2 separate regions of the Sus scrofa genome follow, and region 2 is linked to region 1. The links are chromatin contacts, called in public HiChIP or PLAC-seq maps. All regions are on one chromosome and are shown on one strand. Each heading gives the region's core, a stretch centred on a gene start, on an enhancer-like site or on the middle of the called end of the contact. The rest is flanking DNA. Distances are from core to core; before and after follow the strand shown. Region 1 holds the start of LOC110257255. Region 2 holds the start of GTF2H2 (general transcription factor IIH subunit 2).

Region 1 (6,996 bases), core at 3,095-5,594:
ATTAAGGGAACCCTCCTACACTGTTGGTGGGAATGCAAATTGATAAAAACCACTACGGAAAACAGTACGGAGTTACCTCAAAAAACTGAAACTATAAATACCAGAGTTCCTGTTGTGGCTCAGTGGCAACAAGCCACTCAGGGACTAGTATCCATGAGGACATGGGTTCGATCCCTGGCTTTGCTCAGTGGGTTAAGGATCAGGCATTGTCGTGAGCTGTGGTGTAGGTTTCAGATGCGGCTTGGATCCCACGTGGCTGTGGCTGTGGGGTAGGCCAGAAGCTGCAGCTCCAATTCGACCCCTAGCCTGGGAACTTCCACATGCTGCAGGTGCAGCCCTAAAAAGACCAAAAAAGAAAAAAGAAGAACTACCATGTGATCCAGCAATCCCACTCCTGGTCATCTATCTGGAGGAAATCATAATTTGAAAAGACACATACACCCCAGCATTCATTGCAGCACTATTTCCCATAGCCAAGACATGGAAACAATCTAAATGCCCATTGACAGAGGACTGAGTAAAGAAGATATGGTACATATATGCAATGGAATGTCACTCAGCCATTTAAAACAATGAAATAATGGAGTTCCCTGGTAGCTCAGCAGATTAAATATCCAGCTCTGCTGTGTCACTGCTGTGGATCTGGTTACTGCTGTGGCTGGTGCAGGTTAGACCCCTGGCCCAGGAGAAAAAAAAAAAAAAAAAAAACAATGAAATAATGCCATTTACAGCAACATGGATGCATGGATGGATCTAGAGATTATCATACTAAGTGAAGTGAATCAAAGACAAACATCATGTGATAGCACATACAAGTGGACTCTAAATGCACCGACAGTATATGGAATGGATGGTCAGCGTGGGCTTGCTGTATAGCACAGGGAACTCTACTCGATATTCTGCGCGCGCCTCTATGGGAATGGATGTGTGTAGATGTATAACTCAGTCACTTTGCTGTACAGCAGAAATTCACACGGCACTGTACATAACTGTACCTCAAGGAAATGTTTTTAAAAAGAAATATTGAGAAGATTAAAAATGACAGCCTGGAGATAGACTGGATATGGATCCTAAGGAAGAGGAGGTGTGAAGGATGACACCTAGTTTTTGATTTGCTAAAATGAATAAATAGTGCCAAACAATGAGGTTACGAAACGTTAGAAGAGGATCGGGTGTAGCAGAACGATTCATGAACTTGCTCTTCCTTTGCCAACTAAATGTGGGGTTGGGAAACCAAGGAGAAAAAAATGTTTCAAGAAGCAAGGAGAGGAGTTCCCTTCGTGGCGCAGTGGTTAACGAATCCGACTAGGAACCATGAGGTTGCGGGTTCGGTCCCTGCCCTTGCTCAGCGGGTTAACGATCCGGCGTTGTCGTGAGCTGTGGTGTAGGTTGCAGACGCGGCTCGGATCCCGCGTTGCTGTGGCTCTGGCGTGGGCCGGTGGCTACAGCTCCGATTCAACCCCTAGCCTGGGAACCTCCATATGCCGCGGGAGCGGCCCAAGAAATAGCAACAACAACAACAAATAAAAGACAAAAGACAAAAAAAAAAAAAAAAAAAAAAATTTGTTCTCAATTAAAAAAAAAAAAAAAAAAAAAAAAAAAAAAAAAAAAAAAGAAGCAAGGAGAGATCAACCATGTCGAAAGCTCTAGAGGGGTGAGGTAATCTGTAGCTCGAAAATATCCACGAGAGGTGCTTCAGAGGAATGGTGAATGTAGAAGCCAGGGTGGATGAAAAGTGAGTAGCAAGAAGGAAAACAGAGACATTTTTCCATCCACCACAAAAACAAAAACAACAAAAACAGGAAAGATATTAGCCCCCCCCAAAAAGAGTTGTAATTCTCACCAAATCAAAAATATCAACTGAATCCAAACTCCACTTGGGATAAAAATAAATCTCGGTGTATACACATCATTTTATCTAGTTCTCTGAACTCCAAAGGGATGGAATTAGCTCCAGAAAAGCACAGTAGTTGTTACCATTGCCAGTCAGATGAGAAAATTAGCAATTCTATTGGCACAATCTTATAAATCTACTATACTTTAACAAAAAATTAAAAAATAAGAAAATAGCAATTTGGCAAATAAATTGCCTCCCAAAAAAAATGCTATTAAAAAAGTCACTTTGAGGCTTTCCCATTGTGGCACATCAGAAACAAAACCATGAGGTGGTGGGTTTGATCCCTGGCCTCGCTCAGTGGGTTAAGGAGCTGGAATTGCCGTGAGCTGTGGTGTACGTCGAAGATGTGGCTCGGATCCCGAGTTGCTGTGGTGTAGGCCAGCGGCTATAGCTCCAGTTAGACCCCTAGCCTGGGAACCTCCATATGCCACAAGTGCAGCCCTAAAAAAAAGCACAAATGCATCTTTAGCTTTTAAATTTCATGCCTTCCTCTGCATTCTACACATACGACACATCTTCCCACAATGTTTTTCTCCCATATCCAAAACCTTATCCAAGTTCGAGGTCAGGTCCTATCAGTGAGTCTTTTCCGGCTAAATCCCTATCTGGTTATTTGGAAAACCTTAGCATTTGAGAATTTAATGTGTAATGTTGCTAAGGTCTTGCTCTCAAATTGCTAAATATTTTTCACAATAGATTACAAAGTCCCAGCAGGCAGAGACTAGGACTTCTCGTTCTCTTATATGTTATTAACACTTTCTGTATATTCAAATTAAGTGTAGCATAAGCTAATCATAATTTACACTGTTCAAAACCCCATTTTCATCTCCGAATCCCAGTCCTCAAATTTCCCTATGAATAATTAACATGTATTGATTAGTATATACCATTCACTGTTATTCACACTTCACTTCTCTTTTGTGTGTGTGTGTGTGTGTCTTTTTAGGACCGCACCCATGGCATATGAAGTTTCCCAAAGGGGTGAAATCGGAGCTGTAGCCACTAGCCTGCACTACAGCCACAGCAAAGCTGAATTCCAGCCGTGTCTGCAACCCACACCACAGCTCACTGAAATACTGGATCCTTAACCCACTGAGTGAGGCCAGGGAGCGAACCTGTGTCCTCACGAATGCTAGTCAGATTCCTTTTCGCTGAGCTACTGACAGGAACTCCACTTTTCACATTTGAACACACACAATCCTCCCAAGAACCCGAGGATACAGATATTACTACTCTTACTTTCCAGATCAGAAAACGAGTCAGAAAGGACAAGTGACACAATTAGTAAGTGGCAGATTTGTGAATCAAATCAAGACAGACACTGGAGACCATTTTCTTAACTTTTTAGTAACATAAAAATAACCCTAATAAGGGCTGGTCCTACCTGCCTAGGTTTACTGGCCTGCAGGATTAAGCAGCACAGTTTAGGAGCCAGAATTTAAAAGAAACTCTATTTCGTCACACGCTGTGTATTTCCTCCGCCCCTGCCCTCCGCGGCAGAAGAATCCGCTATATTCCTGACGACCCGTTGGTGGCGCTGCAGGACAGGTATGCGCTGAGGCCGCGTCAATGAGAGAGGCTGAGAGGGGGTGAAGATTCGATCTGTAGCCCCGCGGTGGGAGGAGCCTAAGGAAGAGGGAGGGCTGGCGAGTGGTGTGTCCTGCGCAGGCGCAGAACCTGGCACTCCCCCGAGAGTGAGGGCTGCTGGGTCGGTGACGTGGCCTGGCAGCGTCCACTCCGGTGAGCCTCCGGGGAGCCCCGCGCCGCCGGAACTGTCCGTGGCCTAGTCCCGACGCGTGTGTGCTTGCGAGCCGGGGACAGCGGCGGCGGCCCGGCCTGCGGGGACCCGACAGGGCCGCTGCCATGGGGAAGTGACGCGCTTGCGACCGCTGTTCCGCGGCAGCGGCGAGACATGAGGAGACCCCGCGGCAGGGGCAGCGGCGGCGGCTCCTGATCCCCGCGATGGAGGAGAAATACGGCGGGGAAGTGTTAGCCGGCCCAGGCGGCGGCGGCGGCCTCGGGCCGGTGGACGTGCCCAGCGCTCGGTAAGGGACTGATCTGGCACCCGCCTCCCGATCTGCGGTCTCCCCGCGCAGGCGAGCTCCCTCTCCCTCCCGTCCCGTTGACAGCCCGGGACTCCTCCTCGGTTCTGCACGCGCCCCGGAGCCCTCCGTCCTCCCTGCTTCGGCTCCCAGGCCGCCTCTAGCTTTCTTTGGCTCCGCCGTCCCTCTCTGCAGAATGAATGCTCTAAGATCCAAGGAGGTTCTGCTTGAGATCTGGGTTTCCAGGCAGACCGTTAACCTTAGAACTGCCAGCCAGTTGACGTGAGAGGTTTTTCTGACCTATGAGAAGCATTTCTGTTGGCTGTTTCTCCCCGAAATAATGGGTTGGTGATACTTAACCTTTCTGACGTCTGCCTGCGTAAGTTAGAGGAAGGGTCACCGTCATCTCTTGAGGCGAAGAAACCAAAGTACAAACAGATGAACTTTGATGTTCAGGTTAACCCCGCACACCAAGAATCCAGCCGGTCATCTAGTTTTCCTTTCTTCGTTTATTTTGTTTTGTTATTAAGAAATGTGTGCTCGTTGTCCAAAAATTCAAGCAGCACAGAAATTCATAGAGTAAAAAGGAAAAATCCCCCCTTTATCCCCTTCCCAGCAATGCTCCCGTTAATCCCCAAGAGGTAAGTATACTGACCACTTTCCAGTGTGTCCTTCTTGACCTGTCCTAATTTCTGAGGTAGAGTGAAAGATGCGTAAAACATGGCCCAACAATTTTCATTGCCTTTATAGTTAATGAGGTTAAGTTTTTCTTGTTCTTGAAAACTCCTTTGAGATTTAAAGATGGTTTTGGTAAATTCTTGGAACTGTAGAAATAGAATCACTAACGCAACTTTTTTTTATGAAAAGGGAAGAACACAGCAAATGCTGGAGCAAAATTTAAATTAGCTGCATTTTCTGTAGTACAAGTTCAATTCTAATCTATTTTGAGCAACTTGTTTTTGTAAATAACAGGATATCAGGTATTATTTCCTGAGATGCGACAGCTAAATGCAGTAGGCAATTCTGATGTGGATTTCTAGAGGGGAAAATGCTGTGAAAGACAGTACTAGGTCACTTGACAAAATTGGACTCTGGACAATAGATTAGATAAAAATATATCCATGTTAAATTTCCTGTAGTTGATAACTGCACTGATTTTATGAGTATGCTCATGATCTTAGGAAACACAAGTATTTAGGGATAAAGTAGCAGGATGTATGTAACTTACTCTTTGAAAAGTTCAGGGGAGGGAGTTCCTGTCATGGCTTAGTGGTTAACGAATCTGACTAGGATCCATGAGGATGCAGGTTTGATTCCTGGCCTCGCTCAGTGGGTTAAGGATCCGGCATTGCTGTGAGCTGTGGTATAGATCACAGGCACGGCTCGGATCCCATGTTGCCATGGCTGTGGTATAGGCCGGTGGCTATAGCTCTGATTAGACCCCTAGCCTGGGAACTTCCATGTGCCCAGTGAGGCCTTAAAAAGCAAAAAAAAGTTCAGGGGAAAAAAAACTGTATTAAAGAGAGATAATAAGGCAAAGAAGAGAACATGTTAACAATTAGAGAATCTAAGTAAAGGGTGTGCTACTCTTGCACCTTTTCTGTAAACTTGAATTTTTTTTCTTTTATTGCCACGCCTGTGGCATATGAAAGTTCCTGGGCCAGGGATTGAATCTGAGCCACAATTGCAGTATTTGATCCTTTAACCCACTCTGCCAGGCTGGGGATCGAACCTGCTCCTCCCAGCAACCCAAGCTGCTGCCGTTGGATTCTTAACCCACTGTGTCACAGCAAGAACTCCTATTTTTAAGTAAATAAATAAATAGTTCAAGATTATTTACTCAACAGCTTAGATAGGTGTGGCAAATATTCCTTTGCCACCTTATTTCCACTATTTCCACTATTTCCTCTGCTTGGCAGAGGTGCCCTCCTATTGTAGTTCATTGCAGAATCAAATTCAGCTCAGGACTGGTTGAATTTTTAATAGATTTCAGGTTGCAAGAGTTTTCCTATACGTAGACAAAAATCCAAAAACTCCTTATAATCTACACCAAAAACTAATTGTCAGACCCTTTAATTGTGGATTTTTTTTTTTTTTGACTGAAGTCACAAATATGAATTGTTTTAAATGTTTCTATGTTGGCTTTAATAAGTCCTCTTTACAGGCAGGGGCAGAGGGTGACAGCCAGCATTCGTTAAGCCCTTCCTGGGTTCTAGATACTTTGAGTACAGCATCTCACTTCATCCTTACAACAGTGCTGCAGACTCATTAGTTGTCCTTATCTCACAAACTGAGACACCTATTAACTGAACTGAGAGTCAGTTACCCCAAACCCCACATATAGCACAGTCTGCACAGTAGATACTTAAATAGTGATTGAATGAATCAAACTTGAATTATACACAGATTTTGCTTTTTCCTGGAGAACTGTGAGCTGCTACAGTGGGCAAAGCCCAAGAAGCAGGTTTGAGCCCAAACCCAGATTTCAGTAATTCCAGGTTTAAAAAACCAAAGAATGTTCTAACCTTCACAGAGAAGACCAGTGATAGCTTTGATGGGACTGGTTAGTGGCAAATTATGATTTATAAGTTGGGGAGGTGGATTGGATCCTGATAAGTTGCACAAGTGTCAGTGAGTGAGTGGCTCAGGGGCCACTGCCCCCATTTAAGAGCCTCCCTTCCTCACCACCCTCTCAGCTTTGCCCCTTAGTATGCTGCCCTGTGCAACATGAACTAGGAATATGTACTTATTAGTCTATGGTTACTTGACCTTAGCTAGTGTTTTGTTTTTAGCCCAACAGGAAGATTTCATTAATCAAGACTTTAAAAATCAAAGTATTGAGGAGTTCCCATCGTGGCTCAGTGGTTAAGGAATCCAACTAGGAACCATGAGATTGCAGGTTCGATCCCTGGCCTCGATCCATGGGGTAAAGATCCGGCGTTGCCATGAGCTGTGGTGTAGGTCGCAGATTCGGCTTGGATCCTGAGTTACTGTGGCTGTGGTGTGGTACAGCTCCAGTTCAACCCCTAGCCTGGGAACCTCCATATGCTGTGGGTG
Region 2 (6,996 bases), core at 2,135-4,634, 370 kb after region 1:
TTCACCTCTCCCAGTCTTTGAAGTTGCACACTTTGAATTTCAGCCTGATTCCACTGGCTGAGCTGTTCGTGAATTTCCTAACTCCCATGGATTGTGTCCAGCTACCCATGGGCAGAGAACAAATTGTTCCATTCTTTATAGTTGTTCCGTAGATTTACAAGTTGAAACGTTTGGCTAGGTTATATTATTTCTTTATTCTACCACTGTACACAATTAAAATACTGTGTCAGTCATAATAATGACAAGAGATTACCATGGATTTATGCATTTTTGTTTTGCTTTGTAACCTTGGACAAATGACATTCCTACTTGAGTCAAGATCTGTGACTGAAATATAGTCAGAGGAGAGTAAATTTTTCAGTTGGAAAAAACCTGAATGATTGAGCCTCCTGTCCACAAATATGCTTTAATTTCAATTTATTACAGAGTCCTCTGTCTTTTCCAGGTTTTCCATAAAGTCTTCCCAGATGGTTGTAGACATAAATGAGAAACTTGGGTTGGGGCTATTGCATCCCATCTTGGAATAGTATGGCCAATCAGAAGAAAAGGAGAGAAAAGCAAACTGGAGTTTGTGGAAGGAAGGGGAGAGGGAGGAAAGAGGGTAAAAAGGAAAAAAAAAAAAAAAAGGAAAAAATGGTGGAGTTTGTATATGAATCCTGAGAAGGAGTCAAAGATACGGGGGAAGCAAAGATGGAAGTCAACTGGCCTTGGAAATCAGCAATATTAATTTCACCTCTTCTCCTGTACAGACACGGCCAGAGCTCAATAATAAGACCTTGTCTTCTGGGGTGGGGGAGGGGGCGCATAAAAGGAACTGGTTATCATTGTGAGTTGTCATTGTGATGTGAAGCCCTGTAGGATAGGTGGAAATATCCCCGCTTTATAGATCAGAATTGTGTTGTGGTGTTCTCCTGTGATGCAGTGGGTTAAAAATCCTGCGTTGTCACAGCAGGTGTTTGGATCACTGTGGCGATGCAGGTTCCATCCCTGGACTAGGTACTTCCATATGCCAACACTGTGGCCAAAAAGATTATTGGGTTGTGACTTGCTTGAGGTCCCCTAGCTATTGTGATAGAGCCAGATTTTTTTTTTTTTCCCCACTCTGAAGCTGGCATGGGTCTTAACCTACTATGCCAATTGGGGAATGAACCTGTGTCCCAGCACTCCAGAGGGTGCCTATCTGTTGCACCAAAGTGGGAACTCTGCAGGGTTGTTTTTTAAATTCAGGTCTCTTCTTTCCACTACTATGCAGAACGACTTATGTTTCATTTTGTTGGGTTTTTTGTTTGTTTTTGCTTTTTAGAGCAGCACCTGTGGCATATGGAGGTTCCCAGGCTAGGGGTACATTCGGAGCTACAGCTGCTGGCCTATACCACAGCCACAGCAACATCAGATCCGAGCCGAGCCGAATCTTCGACCTACACCACAGCTTAGGCAATGCGGGATCCTTAACCCACTGAGCGAGGCCAGGGATCAAACCCTCAACCTCATGGTTCCTAGTATGGTTGGTTTCGGATACACCATGATGGGAACTCTTGTTTATGTTTTTTTGGAGGGGGGGAAGAATACCTGGAAAGATTTTGGAACCAACAAACAATATAGGCCACAAAATGAAAGCAAATACTAATGGAGAAGAGAGAGGCTCCAGCTCCCGCAGTTCCTTGGTCCTCTGCTTTTCCTGGGCATAATCCTTTTCTGATGCTTCCCAGGTGCCTTGCCCCTCCATTTCTCAAGTGTGGGAAATGCTACTAATTCTGTATGTATCATCAAACAACTTGTCCAAAATTGAACTGATCTTACCAACCCTGCCCCCAACCTCTCAGTAATTGCAACTCCAACCTTTCATTTGCTCAGCTCAAAACTAGAGTCATTGGTTCTTTTTTCATAACACACATCCCCTCTAATGACAAGATCCAGAATCCAAAGTTTCTCACTAGCTTGAGAAGTTCTCTAAAGTTTTTTCAGCCGCCACCACTCCTCCCCTCCTTCTGCATGCCACCCCTCAAACACACCAATGTGCTTCCACCCCATGGCCTTTGCACTTGTAGCTCCCTTTCCCTGGAGGGATTTTCCCCTAGGTATCAGCCTGGTTAACTCCCTCCCCTCCCACATTCTGGTCATGGTTCCTCTGTCTTTTCCGCAGGACTACTCTGACCCAGCCTCAGGCCAGCCGCCAGCCCCCACCCGCTCCCCACACTGCGGCATGCAGAAGTCCTTGGGCCAGGAATGGAACTCGAACCACAACAGTGACCCTAACCTTAACCCGGTGAGCCACGGGGAACTCTGACCACGCTACTTTATTTATTTCTTTTCTAAATTTAATTATTTTGTCTTCCTAGGGCCACACCCAGGGCATATGGAGGTCAGGCTAGGGGTCTGATCGGAGGATTAGCCGCCAACACAGCCACAGCAACTTGTGATCCGAGCCGCGTCTGTGACCTGCACCACAGCTCGCGGCAATGCCGGATCCTTGAGCCACTGAGCGAGGCCACAGATCAAACACGCAACCTCATGGTTCCCAGTCGGATTCGCTAACCACTGAGCTGAGCCACGACGGGAACTCCATGACCATGCTACTTTAAACTGCAACTTTTGGAGTTCCTGTTGTGGTGAAGTGGAAATGAGTCCGACTAGCAACCACAAGGTTGCAGGTTCTATCTCTGGCCTCGCTCAGTGCGTTAAGGAACCAGTTTTGTCATGAGCTGTGGTGTAGGTCGCAGTCTCCGCTGGTAGTTGCTGTGGCGTAGGCCAGCAGCTATAGTGCTGATTGGACCCTTAGCCTGGGGACCTTCATATGCCATGGGTGTGACCCTAAAAAGCAAAAAACAACAACAAAAAAATAAACTGCAACTTTTTCCCCTTCCATGCTTAATTTTTTTTCTATGGCATGATCATCATTTGACCCAGTATGTTTTTCTTTGTAACTGTCATGAGGGCAAGGACTTTTGTCAGGTTTTCATTGCTTTATCCTCAATGCTTAGAACTGTATCAGCCCAAAGTAAGTGCTCAATAAATATTTGTGGCATGAAGAGCAGGAGCAGCAGAGGAGTCCGGAAAAATTTTGCCAGTCCCGGAAAACCTGGCTGGCTCAGCAGAGGCTGCTGCTGTGGTCATAGTCCTTCATGCCAACTTTTTAGAAATAATAACGTTAAATCCTCGGGTCCCAGGTGGACCGATACCGGGCCTCTGACTTTCCAAGAGTGCATGCCCTCTATCTTCTCGCCTCTTTGTTAACAGCTGGAAGCGAGCAGGCGTTCCCTCCCCGAACCCTAAATCATCCTCAAGGTTGCCAAGGCCTCGGAGCGCCCTGCTTCGGCAACCATTCCTCGCAGCAGCCGGAACGTTTCTGCGTAGCTGCCGCGCACGGCGGAAGGACTTCTCCGGCGCTCCCAGGACTGAGAGGGGCTTCCGGCAGAGCGGTGTCTGGCAGGAGCGGTGAGTCCGCGGTGGAGGTTTTCGCTGAGCCAAAGCAGTAATGCACTGCTTGGGATGCACCCCGACGGGAGGGGCCTTCCCGCCCGCGGACGGAGGCTGAATGGCCGCGATTGGCCTCGCGGGCTACACCTGAGAGTGGGTGGGAGCGTGTGGAGAGGAGGAGGGCAACTTCCGTTTATAGGGAGCAGTCTGGCCTCCTTCTCCAAGGCAGAGCTCAAGTTTAGGGAATTGTGGTCCTGGGTTCTGATTCGTGACTAACCTCCGGCTATGTGTCTTCTAGAGAGTTGCCAATCTTTGAGCCTCGAATTACGCACCTGAAAAGTAGGACAATTATCACTCTTGCCAGTCGCCCAGCGCTTGGCAGGGTCAGGTGTTAGGGAAAGCGTCACAAATTACAACATTTGGTGCAGATCTCTTTTGTTTGCATTTAGCATTCTGAGTACCTGTGAAGGAAACCCACCGCCAGGCTTCTCCTGGGGGAAGTGGCTTTTGTGGGGTTGGATTTCCAGGAAACGGGTCAGCAGTATTTGTAAGAAGATGGAATATTGAGCAGGCATCGGCAGTTGGAGATACTGACTTAAGAGGTCACCAAGTACATCTTTCTCCAGGCTGTATAAATCCCTTCTCTATTAATAGCGTGCGTTGTAAATGTCCAGTTTCCCTTTGAACATCTGAAGTTATAGGGATCTTAATACCTCTGTCCTTGCCCTGTAATTTCCCATTGCAGGCAACTCTAATTAAGAAGTCCTTTTATGCAGTGAGCTAGACGTGCTGCCGCTTGCAGTTTTTTGCTCATTAGTTCTCACTTTATTTCTGAACTTTCAGAGAATTAAAGGTAATAAACTAAAAATAGAATTTAAATATTGATGTGATGGATATCAGTAGCCAAGTCTTTAAGAATGCAAGCTTTGGATTTTTTTGACATTTACAAGAAATACACAAACACCTCCATGGAAGACCAAAAAGTTCAACTTAGTCATTGTATGCTATGTTATGACACCCATCATTAAACCTACAAGGCACCACCATAGTGATTGAAACAGCGCAGATGTCAGCATTAAGTCACATGTTGTTATTTCAGAATACTACAGTGGATCAGTTGATTTCCTGAAACAAATAAGTCTCTTTCAATACCAGTGAATGACTTTTAAATTCAGAGACACACAGAATGTTAACAAATAATATCTGATGATAGCAGGTGCCAGAGAAGGTAGCGATGCCATTACAGCAGTCTCCAACTTGTCAATAGATTTTAATTCCAGAAGTCCATTTATAAGTGATTTATTTAGATTTTTAAGTACATTTTTCATTTTTTTAATTAAAAAAAAATTTCGGCCATGCCTGCAGCACGTGGAAGTTCACAGGCCAGGGATCAAACCTGCACCACAGCAGCAACCTAAGCCACTGTGGTGACAATGCTGGATCCTTAACCTGCTATGTCACAAGGGAACTCCTTCAGTATATTTTTCTATAGAAACAATGAAATAAATGGAAGTTGAAGTCTTGGTTTGGTCCTCATCACCAAAATTAACCTTTTCCTTGACAGTGATGGGATTTGTTTTGTCTTTAATGTTTTGGCACTTAGGATTCCTTTGATCCTTCATTTATGGAAAAAGAAAGTTGGGAGTGACAGTGTGGTTTGGTGAGGGAGGAGGTGTGGATGTGACAGGATGTTTATTACTTGGTTATGCTTAATAGGTTCCTCCCAACACCAATTTTATCCTTTTTTTTTTGCTTTTTAGGGCCGCACCTGCGGCATATGGAGGTTCTCAGGTTAGGGGTCAAATCGGAGCTATAGCTGCTGGCCTACACTACAGCCATAGCAACGCAGGATCTGAGCGGCGTCCGCCACCTACACCACAGCTCACAGCAGTGCCAGATCATTAACCCACTGAGTGAGGCCAGGGATCAAACCTGTCAGATTTGTTAACTGCTGAGCTGCGAGGGGAACGCCTATCCCTCATTATTAAAGAAATACATGTTCATATTGAAAATATGAAAATACGGAAAAGAATAAAGAAAAAGCTAGTCATCCTTAATCTTATCTATCATCCAATCAAAACCATTTGTCCTATTTATTAAATTACTAGATATTTCCTTTTAATAGTTTGGTTTATAGTGTAAGTTTATTATTGGGCTTTTTGTTTTTTGTTTGTTTATTTGTTTGGGCTGCAGCATGCGGCAGCTTGATGTAGGTTGCAGGCAACATTAGTTCCCAGACCAGGGTCTGAACCTAGGCTGCAGCAGTGAAAGCTCTGAATCCTAACCAGTAAACCACCAGGGAACTCTAGTGGAGGCTTAATATTGTGTTCTTCTTTTGAATTATAACCCATAAGCTTTTATCATTTATGAATAATACTAAGTTTCATTTAAAAACTTGATTATGAGAAAATTCATATAAACACAAGGTGGAAGGGTAGTACAAAGGTGAAACTGTATCCATCTTTCAGCTATAATAATCAGCCATTGTGGCTAATCTTGTTACATCTACACCTGTATCCACATCCCATAATTCTATGGTCCTGTCCTATGACACATCTTCAATACCTTTTTTTTTTTTTCATTTTTTGGCCACACTCAAGGCGTATGGAAGTTTCCAGGCCAGGGATTGAATTGGAGTCCCAGCTGCACAAGGGCAAAGCCAGAGCCTTTAACTCAATGTACCTCTAAAGCAACCTAAGCCACCACTATCTCATTCCTAACCCACTGCACCATGGTGGGAACTGCAATACGTTTTTGGGGTTTTTTAATCATAAAGAAATACTTGTTTCTATTGATGCCAAATCTGTGCATAAATATTCATATTCTTTCTTGGGGATGGGAAAAAGAATCCCAGGAGGATTTTACCTCTTTTCACTCAACTGCAATTATTGAATAAATTGCAAAAAATAAGATGACTTTGGGGGGTTCCTGTCATGGCTCAGCAGTAAAACCTAACTAGTATCTGTAAGGACATGGGTTCAATCCCTGGCCTTGCTCAGTGGGGTTGTCCTGAGCTGTGCTGTAGGTCACAGATGCAACTCAGATCCTCCATTGCTGTGGCTGTAGCATGGGCTGGCAGCTACAGCTCCAGTTCAATCCCTAGCCTGGAAACCTCCATATGTCTCAGGTGCTGCCCTCAAACAAACAAACAAAAAGAATAAGATGACTTTACATTCTGAGCTTTTTTTTTTTTTTTTTTTTTTTTTACTTTATATGTTTGCTTCCTTCTCTTTTCAAATTTAATTATATACATTTGGTGAACACATCTTTAATAAATTCACAATCTAATGATTTTTACAGAATATTGAATAATACAGTAAGAAAAAAATGGATGAAGAGCCTGAAAGAACTAAGCGATGGGAAGGAGGCTATGAAAGAACATGGTAAGTAGGGCATTATTACCATTATTAATCCCTTCTCTCTTAGAATTTCTCTCTCTCTCTCTCTCTCTTTTTTTTTTTAAGGGACATATCCTTGGCATATGGAGGTTCCCACGCTAGGGGTTGAATTGGAGCTGCAGCTGCTGGCCTAGGCCACAGCAAGATTGGATCTGAGCCGAGTCTGCAACCTACACCACAG

The links. HiChIP or PLAC-seq counts read pairs in DNA pulled down with a chosen protein or histone mark.
Region 2: an H3K27ac HiChIP or PLAC-seq map of alveolar macrophages shows a contact between it and region 1. The contact joins the promoter of GTF2H2 here to the promoter of LOC110257255 in region 1. A contact is called at or near these places in 2 of 5 promoter capture datasets (fetal liver and liver), 12 of 47 Hi-C or Micro-C datasets (alveolar macrophages, embryonic fibroblasts, epiblast stem cells and 7 more) and 2 of 2 datasets of contacts at active chromatin or transcription factors (alveolar macrophages and skeletal muscle).

Annotation. Positions count from the first base shown.
Region 1 is chr16:47,281,119-47,288,114 of Sscrofa11.1, forward strand. It overlaps LOC110257255, which reads right to left and starts at 4,345. Exons shown (of 3, transcript XM_021076818.1): 1 at 4,340-4,345; 2 at 3,282-4,239. The coding sequence starts at 4,345. The coding sequence ends at 3,322. SLC30A5 (solute carrier family 30 member 5) reads left to right here and starts at 3,856. Exons shown (of 16, transcript NM_001137624.1): 1 at 3,856-3,942. The coding sequence starts at 3,860.
Region 2 is chr16:47,654,749-47,661,744 of Sscrofa11.1, forward strand. It overlaps GTF2H2 (general transcription factor IIH subunit 2), which reads left to right and starts at 3,385. Exons shown (of 16, transcript NM_001244311.1): 1 at 3,385-3,435; 2 at 6,718-6,800. The coding sequence starts at 6,745.